Linked DNA regions of Mus musculus: region 1 is linked to region 2. A link is a contact called in public HiChIP or PLAC-seq data. All regions are on one chromosome and are shown on one strand. The core of a region is the stretch at or near the end of the contact, and the rest is flanking DNA. Distances in the headings are between cores, read along the strand shown.

Region 1 (5,604 bases), core at 623-3,122, 280 kb after region 2:
ACACTCACACATACATGTGCGTAAACACAACTCTGTTTTCAAGGATCATACAATGAGGAAGAAAGGTTTCCAAAGTATATTGTATGGGAAAGCTGAATATAAAACTGCACTGTACAATCTTAAGAGACAGTGGGGAAAGAGAGAGGGAGAAGAGATTCTAAACTGTTAAAAAGATAAATATGTGTTGTGGGTCCATGGATTCTTGTTCTCTTCTCTACCATGCACACCTAAAATGACCATTTCTCATTTTAAAATTTTTTTACACTTTTACTTGTGTGTATGTATGGTGTACATGTGCATATGTGTGTGTGCATGCATGTGCATGCATGTGTATGTGTGTGTGTGCATGTGTGTGTTCATGCATGTGCATGTGTGTGCATGCATGTGCATGTGTGTGCATGTGTGTGGGGGTAGGTGTAGGTGTTGGTATCTGTGCCATGCATGTGTGTGCATGTATGAGTGTGCATGTGTGTGTGTGCTTATATGTGTAGGTGATGGTACCCGTGCCATGCATGTGCCTGTGAAGGCATCTTTCTCTATTGCTCTCCAGCTTGGTGTTTTGAGACATTCTCTCATGGAGCCGCAGCCTCACCAGATGTTCAGACTGGCTGGCCAGCAATCTTCCTGTGTGCCCCAGTGCTGGGACCACAGGCATGCACTGCCGTGTGTGGCTCTTGACATGGGTGTTGGGATTTGAACTCTGATCCTACACAGCAAACACTTTACTTACTGCGTTATCTCCCAGCCCTCAGGTTTTATGAAGGAGGAACTCATTCTTCAAAACAAAACAAAAAGTTGGTTTAGCATTATTGCACTACATCAGTTAACTGTACTCTCTGGAAAGTTGAGGTCACCTTGTGGGTCCTTCTTGGACAAGTCTTTCAATGATAATAGAGAACCCAACCAAGGTCTCCATTCAACAAATGCTGAGTGTTTCTGTGTGCCAGACACCATATTGACACTCAGGCAGGTACAAAAAGAATAGTTCCATTTTAATGATGTAGGAATTTTTTGAAAACTGTGGAAAGGTTATTTTCATTGTTGTGTTTTATAAAAAAAGAAAAAGAGTCAAGAATGTGTTTGGTAGAGCCAGGTATCCTGCGTTAGGTGTGGTGCCTCAGTGGGCCTGTGCTGAGGCATCCCTTCCCCCTGAGGTATCAGCCATACGACATAGTATGGAATAGAGTTTATTTAGGGCATTGGAAGGGGAGTTGGAAAGGGAGTATACTCACTCCCCCCAACCCCCACGCGCGCGCGCGCGCGCGAGCACACACACACACACACACACACACACACACACACACACACACGGGAGGGGCAGCCAGGAACACATGAAGAGAGAGGGGGAAGTGGGAGGAGGAGGGGAGGGAGAAAGGAATAAGAGAGTAAGAGAGGGAGGAGGGGGCAAACAGCCCCTTTTATAGCTAGCCAGGCATACCTGGCTGTTGCCAGGTAACTGTTGGGCGGAGCCTAGAAGGAATGCTAACATCCATAAACTATGCTGCTGACCATATAAAATTGTGCTATTTCTGTCTATCATGCTCATGGCTAGTTTTTAGAGGAGACCATCAATGTGACAGGTAAAGGCAAGATAGTTTTTGTGGGAGAGGACTAAGGATAATGAATCGCGGCTCCCTGTCCTCTTCTCCGGCTCAGGGGAGCCGGCTAGAGCCGGCCAGAGCAGGTGGGTGAAGTTCAGGGTCTTGGTTGGACGTGTCCATGAATAAAGATCCCAGGAACAGCTTCTGAGAACGAGTTCCGTTTATTGGCCGGTAGGGTAGGCTCCTGGGAATGGGCAGGGTCTCTAAAGCAAGGTTTTTGTGGCTATGTACCATTGGCCAGGGCAGGGGGTGTTGGGAGACACTTCATCTGCATATTCAGGAGCTGGGGGTGGGGTCTACCTTATAAGGTCAAACAAGGAGAGAAGCTGGATAACTCTCAGTGTAATCAATTCCTGCTAGGGTTGATCGTGGGGCAGCCGGCCTCAAAGAGCCAGGTTGAGAGACAGGGAGATGACCAACTCCTGCTGTCCTGTCTTTGAGATTTCTGGGATTGACGATGTCTCTACCCTTCCTCCGTGTCCCTGAGCCATTATGGTCACACAATGAATGACCTGTGACATGTGCAAAAACAGACTGGGTGCTGGGAGCAGAAAGGACCCGTGAACGTGTTCCGCTGTAGATCTCTTTAATCTGGAGCGTTGAAGTGCCTTGTTCCTTTGTTAATTTAAAAAAAAAAAAAAAAAAAAAGCGTCAGTATCTTAATTGCGTTGATTTTAGCTGACTAGAACTGCCAACGTGACCAGTGTCCTGGAGCCTGCTGTTCTCTGCTTCCTGATTCATGCAAACAGCTGATTGACTATTGTGAACAGTCACAATGGTTAATCTCACGCGTGTTGGGGGTGGGAGGTGTCTGTTTTTGTCTTAGTGTTGTTTTCATGATCAAACACTGAGCTGTCCTCAGCTCCCGCATGCTGACCATGTACTGTTGATGGTTTGTCTTCATGACGGGTTGGTTTTTTTTGTTTGTTTTTTTGTTTTGTTTTTTGTTTTTTTTTTGATTTAATAAAGTAGAAGAAAGCACACAGCCATCTCCCAAAACTGGAAAGAATGACTTGGTAAAATAATAATCATTGAAGTTTGGGGGTTTCTGCTTCAAGGACTTCTCCTGGTGCCCACATATCCTGCTGGATCCAGAATTCACGCTGGTGGTGGTCCCATGGCAGCACTATGAAAAGAGGGGAACTTTTCATACACTAAGATGTGCAAGGGATTAATCAGACGTTTGGGAGGGTTGTCAATAGACGGAGCTTGTAACATTAACAGTCATGCCTCAGCCTGGAATAATCCACAGGAGTTTATTGTATTCTTTCAACCTTTGACCTATTGTGTTCTCATTTTAATCCTGCCAGCTGTGGACAAATGTGCAATTTCTACAGCTGGGGAAACTGAGGCCCCAAATCCTTGTTCTTACCTAAGGACTCACAACGGACCAAGTGCACTTGTTTGTTTATTTTTCATTAAATCAGTAGCCACTCATTTTAGGTATGTGACAGGTCTACAATCCCAGCACCAGGGGAGGCTGAGGCAGGAGGGTCACCTGGAATTTGAGGCCAGCCTCAATGACATAATGCCTAGAAAATAAGCAGCCCTGTCTCAATAACCAAACACACGCAAATCCATATTGTCCTTAAGATGTTGCAATAGCAATATAGAGAAAAAAATCAAAGTCATTCATTTAAAGGAAATAGCGTGTTTCCTAATAAAAGTGGTCTGATTCAAGTAAATTGTAATCTGTTTCATTCTGGGCGAGGAAAAGCCAAAACCTCAAGTGGGTTTTGCAGAGTGGATTCCTTTTCTGTTTTTTTTAAATGGTATATTCATTAAATCTATATTTGTGAGAAACATGAAATGCAGACAAGGGCGTGGAAAGATAGAAATGTCTGGGCAGTTCAGACTCCAGATCTAACTGTGCTCACAACAGGCATGGGGGTGGGGAGCAGAGACGTACCAAAGGCCTTTGCATCCTCCTGAAAGCAAAGCTTGAGAGGAGGCGAGCACAGCTGGAGAGAGCGGATGCCAAGGAAAGAGTTTTCCCCTTGACCACATCTTAGATCAACACACAGCAAATGTCCCTTAAAGCGTGAAGGGGTGGGTTTGAAATTACTTTTAAGTCATAAAATACATCCCACGATTGTAACAACATTCTGGACAGTCAACCGGCTGTCTAGTAGGTAGAGAAGAAAAATCAGGAAGAGAATAAATGGGAAGCTCTAATGAATGCATGTGTCTGTTGTACTGAAATAAGTCTCCCGCCTCGGTAATTGGGTTTTCATCCCAGAGGAAGGTTATCATGGCTATTTAGAAGGAGAGCCTTCCCTGGGAGCAGAAAACAGACATTTTATACATTTGCTTCAACTGGATATAGAGATAGGCAGGCTGAAAAGACTTGGAGACTTTTTCCCCGCAGCTCTGATTATTGGTGTGTGTTTTATAAAAAAAGAAGAGGAAGCCAGGGAAACATTGGGCAGAGGATCAGTATGGTGAGGTGGAAGGTGGTGCCTCTGCGGGCCCATGCTGAGGCATCCCTTCCCTCTGAGGTACCAGCCACAGGAGTATAGTACAGAATAGAGTTTATTTACAGCATAGGGAGTTGAGGGGGGTAGTGGGGGGGGGAGGAGAAGAAGATGAGGAAGAGGAGGAGGGGGAGAGGCCAGCCATGAACACGTGGAGAGAAACGTGGGAGGTGAATGGGGAGAGAAGGGACAAAGAGGGAAGAGAGGCAAAAGAGCAAGATAGTAAGTAGGGGGGGCCCAGCATCCCCTTTAATAGTGAGTCAGGCACACCTGGCTGTTGCCAGGGCAACTGTGGGGCAGAGCCTAGAAGAAATGCTAACAATTGGAATCCTCAAAAGTGCCAGCTTAAGTTTGTAAGCAGACATGTGCCTTTATCAAAAGTAGTACGTTTGAGTTGTAGCTGTTCTTTGGCTACTTTGTGGGTTCTTCTTCCTTCTACCCTTCTCCACCCCCTCTTCTTCCACCCTTTCAACCCTGTAACACTAGGTAGAGAGAAAGAAGGATAGAGGGGAAAGGGGGCATCGTCATCATTAGGCTGCTTCCTGGTGATTAGGGGCGTGGAGATAGATCCTTGGGGCAAGTTTGACCTTCGCTGTCCGGATATCTAATTTCTTCTTGTTTCCTCTTCGCACATGACTACTCAACAAACCTTGATCAACAGCAGCTAACCAACAAGCCACCAACAGTAAACAACAACCCCTCTGAGGGGCCCTAACATGTATATTCCCTCTGCAAAGTTTCCAGAATTCTAAATGTTACACAATGACAGAAATTATCTGCAGCTGGCAAAACCAGGCCCCTGCCAGAGCAGGAGGCAAATTATAGTCACCTGCTGTGAAGCAGCCGTGTATCCCACACCTGGGATAAAATGAAAACGTATTCCCATAATATTTCTGTGTTTTTTTTAAAGAAACCAAAATTCTCACCACAGAGTTCTATACACATTTTCCTTCTTATGTCAGGCTACCTTTTTCAATAATGGAATTCAATCATGTCTTGGTTTATGATCTAACTACGAACCCGCCAAATACCAAGTTACTTCTTGAAGTTATCTTACCCAATGACAATATGCCACATAAACAATTTGCCATATTGATGAAAGTTGCCTAGGCTTCAAAATCTGTCATAAAATTATTTCAGTAATATTCCTTAACTTTCAGATAATAAAAACACACATGGTGAGCCAAATAAGTAAGAAGGAAGCCTACCTAACCACACTAGGTACCCAATTCTAAAAGTCTTGGTTCTGACTTAGAAAGTTGTAAGTATAAATGTAGGCTTGGTACCAATCTGCAGACTCAAAGAGAAGAAAGAAAGCTACTGATGATGTACCGCTAAAGAGACAGCAGGACGGCCGGGAGCACCAGCAGCCCAAACTTACCTCAGTCACAAGCCTAAAATGTTAAGGAAGAATTTAGAAGGATTTAAAAAAACACCAAAAAAAAAAAAAAAAAGGAAACACCAAGAGACAAGAACATCCACATCACCTAAGAAACTAAGGGTGTGGCTCAAAATTAGAAAAAAGAAAA
Region 2 (6,255 bases), core at 2,206-4,705:
CCCTGGGCTTCTTCATCTCAGCTCGAGCTTGCTCTCTCCTGGCCCCTGATGCCCACGCGTCACAGAGCCGGGAAAGAAGTTACTACACAGCCTGGGGGTGGGGGATGGGGAGGGAACATTTTGATCCCCTGCCGGGGGCTGTGCAGACATGTAGCCGGCCATGTAGCCTTCAGTTCTTTGAGTCTGGGGACTCTCTCACAGGTGATGTCTAAAACACTGGGACCCAGCATGCCCTGCCCAGTGTGCCTCCCCTAAAACATAGCAGGTGACCCAGGTGCCTGAGCCCAGCCAGTGAGCAAGAATGAGTGGGAAGCTCAAGAGGCCTTCAGTCTCTTAGGTAAGATACTATCACCCCACACCAGCTGGCTTGAGTATTCTGGTACACTCTACAGCAAAAACCCCTGTTCTCTGGACAAAGCCATAGCCTGACATCAGGCAGTGGAGCTGGACAAGGGGCAGTGAGAGAGAGGTTCCTACTGGTCGCTCCCTTCCCTCTGCTCAGGCCAACGAGGCTCTTCCATGAAGGACAGCATCTCCTACTTGCCAGCTTCGTGTCTTCTCAGTGGTTGAGAAAATTGTTTCCACATCTCTGAAGCAGCTGCTGGTAAATATAGAAAGTTGGTGCGTGGTAGCTGGGATGATTCTCCAAGTCAGAAATAGGGGACTATGGAGTGGCACCGGGGATGTAAGGTCTGCTGGTAACTCGCCAAAGGAAAAACAATGACCAGGCAGAACACAACCCCGAGGCCCAGCCCTGGACAGGTGAGCCTCAGGGCCTCTCTCCTGACACCACGAGTGGGGACACTAAGTGGGGATCTGGCTGTTCACAGACAAGTTAAATTGAGGCCCAAGCCCACACCTGGCTCCGTTTTTATACCATTTTCTTCAAAGGCAGTAACAGCCTTTAACAGTGGGAACCCTGCCTGCTTGCCTTCAATCTTTTTGGCAAAGGACCCCAAACACCTGCACTTCAGAAGGATTTAAGTTGATGAAGGAGACATATGGCTCTCGGGAAGGATGTGTGGGTCTGCTGAGATGTTTCTCTGGAAAAGGAGGATGAGTGCATGAAGCCATAATGGGAGAAGCACGGGCAACCAAGTTACTACCCATCCCCATGGTTCCGGCATCCCCATGGTTCCGGCATCCCCACCGTCCCAGCATCCCCACCGTCCCAGCATCCCCACGGTCCCAGCATCCCCATGGTTCCGGCATCCCCACGGTTCCAGACCTGCTACTTTATAGACACCTAGAGTATTTTTCATACACCAAATAGTATTTTTCATAAACAAAATTATCAAGTAAATTTATGGCCAGATAGAAGTTGCTATTATTGGAAAATTAAGATTTAGGAGACCCTACCAAGTATACTATTAATAGACTGTTTATAGAAGTACATCATCCTTGGCAGGAACTCAAGGTAAGGGGTTTCAGGGGCGGGGGGGAATACAAAATTTAAGTTCCAAGGCTTGGCTAACATGAGGTTTTAAGTTTTTAATAGAGTGAACTGTTCAACAGAGCTCAGACTTGCCAGCCTTCTCTCTCTCTCTCTCTCTCTCTCTGTGTGTGTGTGTGTGTGTGTGTGTGAGTGTGTGTGTGTGTGTGTGAGTGTGTGTCGGGGGAGGGGGGAGACGGAGACAGACAGACAGACAGGATATTATGTTAGGGTCAGGTGCTTTTGGATTACGATCTTTAACACTTAGCCAGAGAACAGCCACTGGGGGTGCTAAGTGACTGCCCGCTGTGTATGGGATAGCCAGCTCCCATTAGTTATGGTGCCTCCTAAGCCCTAGTGTCAAGTCACCTGCTCTCATCATTGTAACCACTAAGCACTAAGGCTTCTAAACGGGCCTTCAGAGGTTCTGAGCAGGTAGGTTTTTGGTTAACTTGACATCAGCTAGGGAGCGTCTGCTGAGAAAATGCCTCCCTCGGGTGGGCTTGTGGGCAAGCCTGTGGGACATTTCTCTGGTTAGTGATGGATGTGGAAGGGCCTGGCCTACTGTGGGCAGTGCCATCCTTGCATGGGTGGGCCTAGGGTGTATAAGAGAACAGACTGGGCAAGCCATGGAGAGCCAGCCACTAGGCAGTACCCGGCCATGGTCTCTGCTTCAGTTCCAGCCTCCAGGCTCCTGTTCTCGCTTCCCTGAACATGGCGTCTAGTCTGGAAGGTGCAGCAAACCTTCTCGCCTCAGATGGCTTTTATCTGAGTGTTTATCACAGCAGTACAACAAACTAACATAGGTCCTTACTTGGAGACCCACAGATTAAAATGATCCAGATTTTCCTTGTGTGTGTGTGTGTGTGTGTGTGTGTGTGTCTGTCTGTCTGTCTGTGTGTCTGTGTGTGTGTCTGTCTGTGTGTCTGTGTCTGTGTGTGTGTGTGTGTGTGTGTCTCTGTGAGTGTGAAAGCTGGTCCAGAGTTTCAACATCCTTAAGGTATTTGAAAATACTTCCTTGACCAAAAAAGTCTCTACCATCATTTGTCAAGTGGGCATTGCTGGATTATTCTTGGAAGCTGACCTTCATTTTCATCCAGGCTACAGGATACTGCCAGGTCCTAAATTAGACACCTGTGAGCTAACAATTAAGGGCTGGTCCCAGTCCATGTTGCTTATTTAAACCGGTGAGTCCACAGTTTCCTTTTAGAATGTCTTAGCAAATGCCATGGGTACAGGGTCAACATAAGCAAAGGAAGAGTCAGGCATGGTGGTGCTGCCTGTAATCCACAGCTGGAGAGGTACAAGCTGGAAGATTTACCTGGGAATCCCAGAGTTCCAGGACAGCCTGGGCCACAGAGCAAGGCCCAGTCTCAGACACATACAAAATGGAACAAATAAAGACAGGGCACTACACGAAACGCAAAGCTACACATTTGTTAGGCTAAGCACTGTACAGGGTTATTTCTACAGCCTCTTTCTCTCTCTCTCCCTTTCCCTCTCCCTCTCCCTCTCCACCCACCTCTGTGTGTGTGTGTGTGTGTGTGTGTGTGTGTGTGTGTGTGTGTGTGTATGCAGGTGCCCACAGAGGTCAGAGGGTGTCAGATCCCCTGGAGCTGGAATTATAAATGGTTGTGTGCTGCCCAGTACGGGTGCTGGAAGCTGAACTTGGGTCTTCTTGCTTAAGTAGTTTTAAACTTATAGACATCGCTGCCATAAGACAGAAAAGCACCATGATATCAGAAGATTCATAACTGGATAAGGGAAACATATTGTCCATGTAGGTTCTGTGTACCCCCTCTCTATAAAAAAAAGGGGTCTCAGTGCTATTAATCATTTAATCCCAGAAGCTAAAAATGACCCAGGATGATTTTGAAAAGCTTATATGCTGCCCAAGTATGTAACCTTGAACAAGATCTTCCGTAATTGGCCCCTGCTGAGGTCAGCTGTTCCCTCTGCTCTCTCTTGATCGCCATGTTGTAAACAGCACAAGCCCGAGCAGCCTCTGACTGGCTATTTTAAGTGGAGCTTCTTGTTGTCTTTGGAAAACAATACAGCGCAGCAAACCCACTTCTGTGACCCATGACAGCAGCACTCTGTCAGCTTTCTCAGGGCAGCCGAGGGCAGCCCTGGCAGCCGCCACCAGCTAAGTCCTCAAAGATGGAACTGGCAGAGGCATGCCAGCCCATCTTTCTTCCCATGACAGATGCTTACAGAGTTGTACTTTCTTTGGTTGGAGTTCTCATAAATGGGTACCAAGTGTGCCTGTCAAGCTTCCAAGTCAAATCCCTTAAGCCAGGGTTCACAGCCTGCCACAAGGAACACGCCGCCGATTCTCAAGGTGACTCTCCCCTTTAACTGCTCTTGGGTGTGGTTCTTAGTAGTCACAAGACCCAGAGTCCTTCCCTCTCCATTCGTTTAGGAATCCATTGGGGGATGCCTTAGTAGCTAAGGACCCAAGTACTAGGGAGGCACACAGAAGTAGATGCCCCAAGTTCAGTGGTCAGAAAAGTCCCCTTGTTACATCCTACCCAGTAAGAGATTCTACCTCAAAAGCCAAGGTGCATTATCCTGAGGGGTAACACCAAAGGCTGATTTATGGCTCTACATGTATGCACACACACACACACACACACACACACGACCGTTCTCACACCCATGAACAGGCACCCTCCAACATGCATGCACATGTCTTCATACACGTGTACATGCACCCCCACACATGCTTGTCCTCACACACATGAACATGCACCCCCCCCCCCCCGTACATGTCCTCACAGACATGAATATGTACTCCCCTCACACACATACACAGATTTTCTCAAGCAGGAATCCTATGGCTAATACTGTACAGCATGATGCTTATAACTAAAGAAATCTAAGCAAGAGCTACAAAAATTATTTTGTTCAAGCTACCAACAAGGGTTTCTGCTCTGGGTGGAAAAAAAAAACAGAAGGACCAAAAACTCAGAGAGGGAGTAATCGAGAGATGGACAAAGGCCACTCCAAGGGAACTCCACTACTTGCTATCACCTGAGAATATTCAACGATGCCTGGGTCATGCAGGACTTATTAAGAATACCAGGGGAAGGGGCTGGTGAGATGGCTCAGCAGGTAAGAGCACCTGACTGCTCTTCCGAAGGTCCTGAGTTCAAATCCCAGCAACCACGTGGTGGCTCACAACCATCCCTAACGAGATCTGACTCCCTCTTCTGGTGTGTCTGAAGACAGCTACAGTGTACTTACATATAATAATAAATAAATCTTTAAAAAAAAAAAGAATACCAGGGGAAGGTAATTTCCTGGAGAAACTTTAAAGTTGGCAGCCAGGTCTTTGTAGACTTGGAATAGTCCATATACCAAGATGTAAAAGAAAAAATTTCAAATATTTGTACGTACACGTTTAGAATAACTAAAACCAGAAATGACAAACAGTCAATTAACAGACAAATGGACGTTCAGAACATGATTGAGCTCCATCATGGAATACTATCTAACCGTGAAAAGAAATGAAATACAGATAAATGCTACAGCCTGGATGAATCTGGCAAGCACGGCATCAAATGAAGAAGCCAGAAACCAAAGACCGAGATCGGAGTTAGAGGAGTCATCCAGGCCACGCAGATCCACGAAGAGAGCAGCAGATCAGGGGCTGACAGGCTAGAGAGCGAGCAAGATGAGAAACAGCTACTTATGGAAACAAAGTTTTCTTTTAGGGAGTTGAGAATATTCCGAGAGGCAGTCGTGCAGCTTACAGATGTATCAAAGCCACCAAAATGTTTACTTCAGAATGGTAAGTTTTATTCTGCATGAACTTCCTCCAGTGGAATCATCATCAGACTCAGAAGGTCTACCTGATTCCATTGCAGACTTCAACCTGGTAAAAGGCCATAACCGGCTGTGGCCGGGCAGATACCTGGGCTTTTGCCAAGAAGGAAATCACACTTGATTTCCACACCAGCTTCTCAGAGGCAGGCTTCCTTGGCAAGAACCAGCTCTCTCCCTCTCCTCCAAAGAGAATGTGAAGGGTAACTGACAGTCCTCTTACCATTCATGGCTGGAGTCAGAACAAGGGCAAGACAGGGTTTGTGTGTGTGTGTGTGTGTGTGTGTGTGTGTGTGTGTGTGTGTGTGTAGCCATGGCTGTCCTGGAACTACGTAGGCCAGGCTGGCCTCGAACTCAGAGACCTGCCTGCCTTTACCTCCCAAGTGTTGTTATTAAAGACCACCATGTCAGAGCTCTGAAAGCACTTTTAAACTAATCCCTCCAGCATGCCCATTCCCCACAAAGCGATCTCTCGATGTCTGTCTCAATTATCCCTTTCTCTCTCCCTCTCTCAGCCAATGGAAGGACAGGAGGATTGCTGGAGCTTGTTCACCACCAGCATGCCTCCAAGTTCAGGCACAGACCCTGTATAATATAGTCAGTATTAACTGTCAACCTGACAAAAGTTAGAATCATAAGAAATAGGATCTCTAGGTATGTCTGGGAGGAGCCTGTCCACTGTGGGCGGCCCTAACCCTAGGCAAGGGATCCTGGCCTATATAAAAAAGGAGAAAGGGAATAAAACCCTACCAAGTATTCTTTGTTCTGTTTCTGATTATGAGTATGGTATGACTGCTCCTTCAAGCTCCTGCCCCTATGATTCCCCTGCTATGATGGACTGTAACCTGGAATTGTGGGCCTTTCTCCCTTAAGTTACTTTTGTTAGGATGTTTTATTGCAGCAAAAAGAAAAGAAACTAAGATACCTGGTTTCAAGGGTAAAGATAGAAAGTGATAAAGACGACTCCCGATATCATCCTCTGGCTTCCATTCACACTC

What was found. HiChIP or PLAC-seq counts read pairs in DNA pulled down with a chosen protein or histone mark.
Region 1: a contact with region 2 is called in an H3K27ac HiChIP or PLAC-seq map of embryonic stem cells, with 4 times the contacts expected there. The contact joins two enhancer-like sites. A contact is called at or near these places in 2 of 15 datasets of contacts at CTCF or cohesin (the NIH/3T3 cell line and pro-B cells), 2 of 484 Hi-C or Micro-C datasets (the N1E-115 cell line and nephron progenitors), 5 of 115 datasets of contacts at active chromatin or transcription factors (embryonic stem cells, large pre-B cells, memory CD8 T cells and 2 more) and 1 of 9 other capture datasets (embryonic stem cells).

What each region holds. Positions count from the first base shown.
Region 1 is chr19:57,416,544-57,422,147 of GRCm38.p6, forward strand. No RefSeq gene overlaps it. Among named protein-coding and RNA genes, the nearest start is that of Gm41874, 15 kb to the left of the region's middle. Within about 2 kb of position 1,873, at least 42 of the 459 cell types and tissues checked have an H3K27ac peak or open chromatin away from gene starts, as enhancers often do. A contact at or near this core is called in embryonic stem cells, where this site is marked.
Region 2 is chr19:57,138,471-57,144,725 of GRCm38.p6, forward strand. All of the region lies in intron 4 of Ablim1 (actin-binding LIM protein 1), which reads right to left. Among named protein-coding and RNA genes, the nearest start is that of Ablim1, 74 kb to the right of the region's middle. Within about 2 kb of position 3,456, at least 12 of the 459 cell types and tissues checked have an H3K27ac peak or open chromatin away from gene starts, as enhancers often do. A contact at or near this core is called in embryonic stem cells, where this site is marked.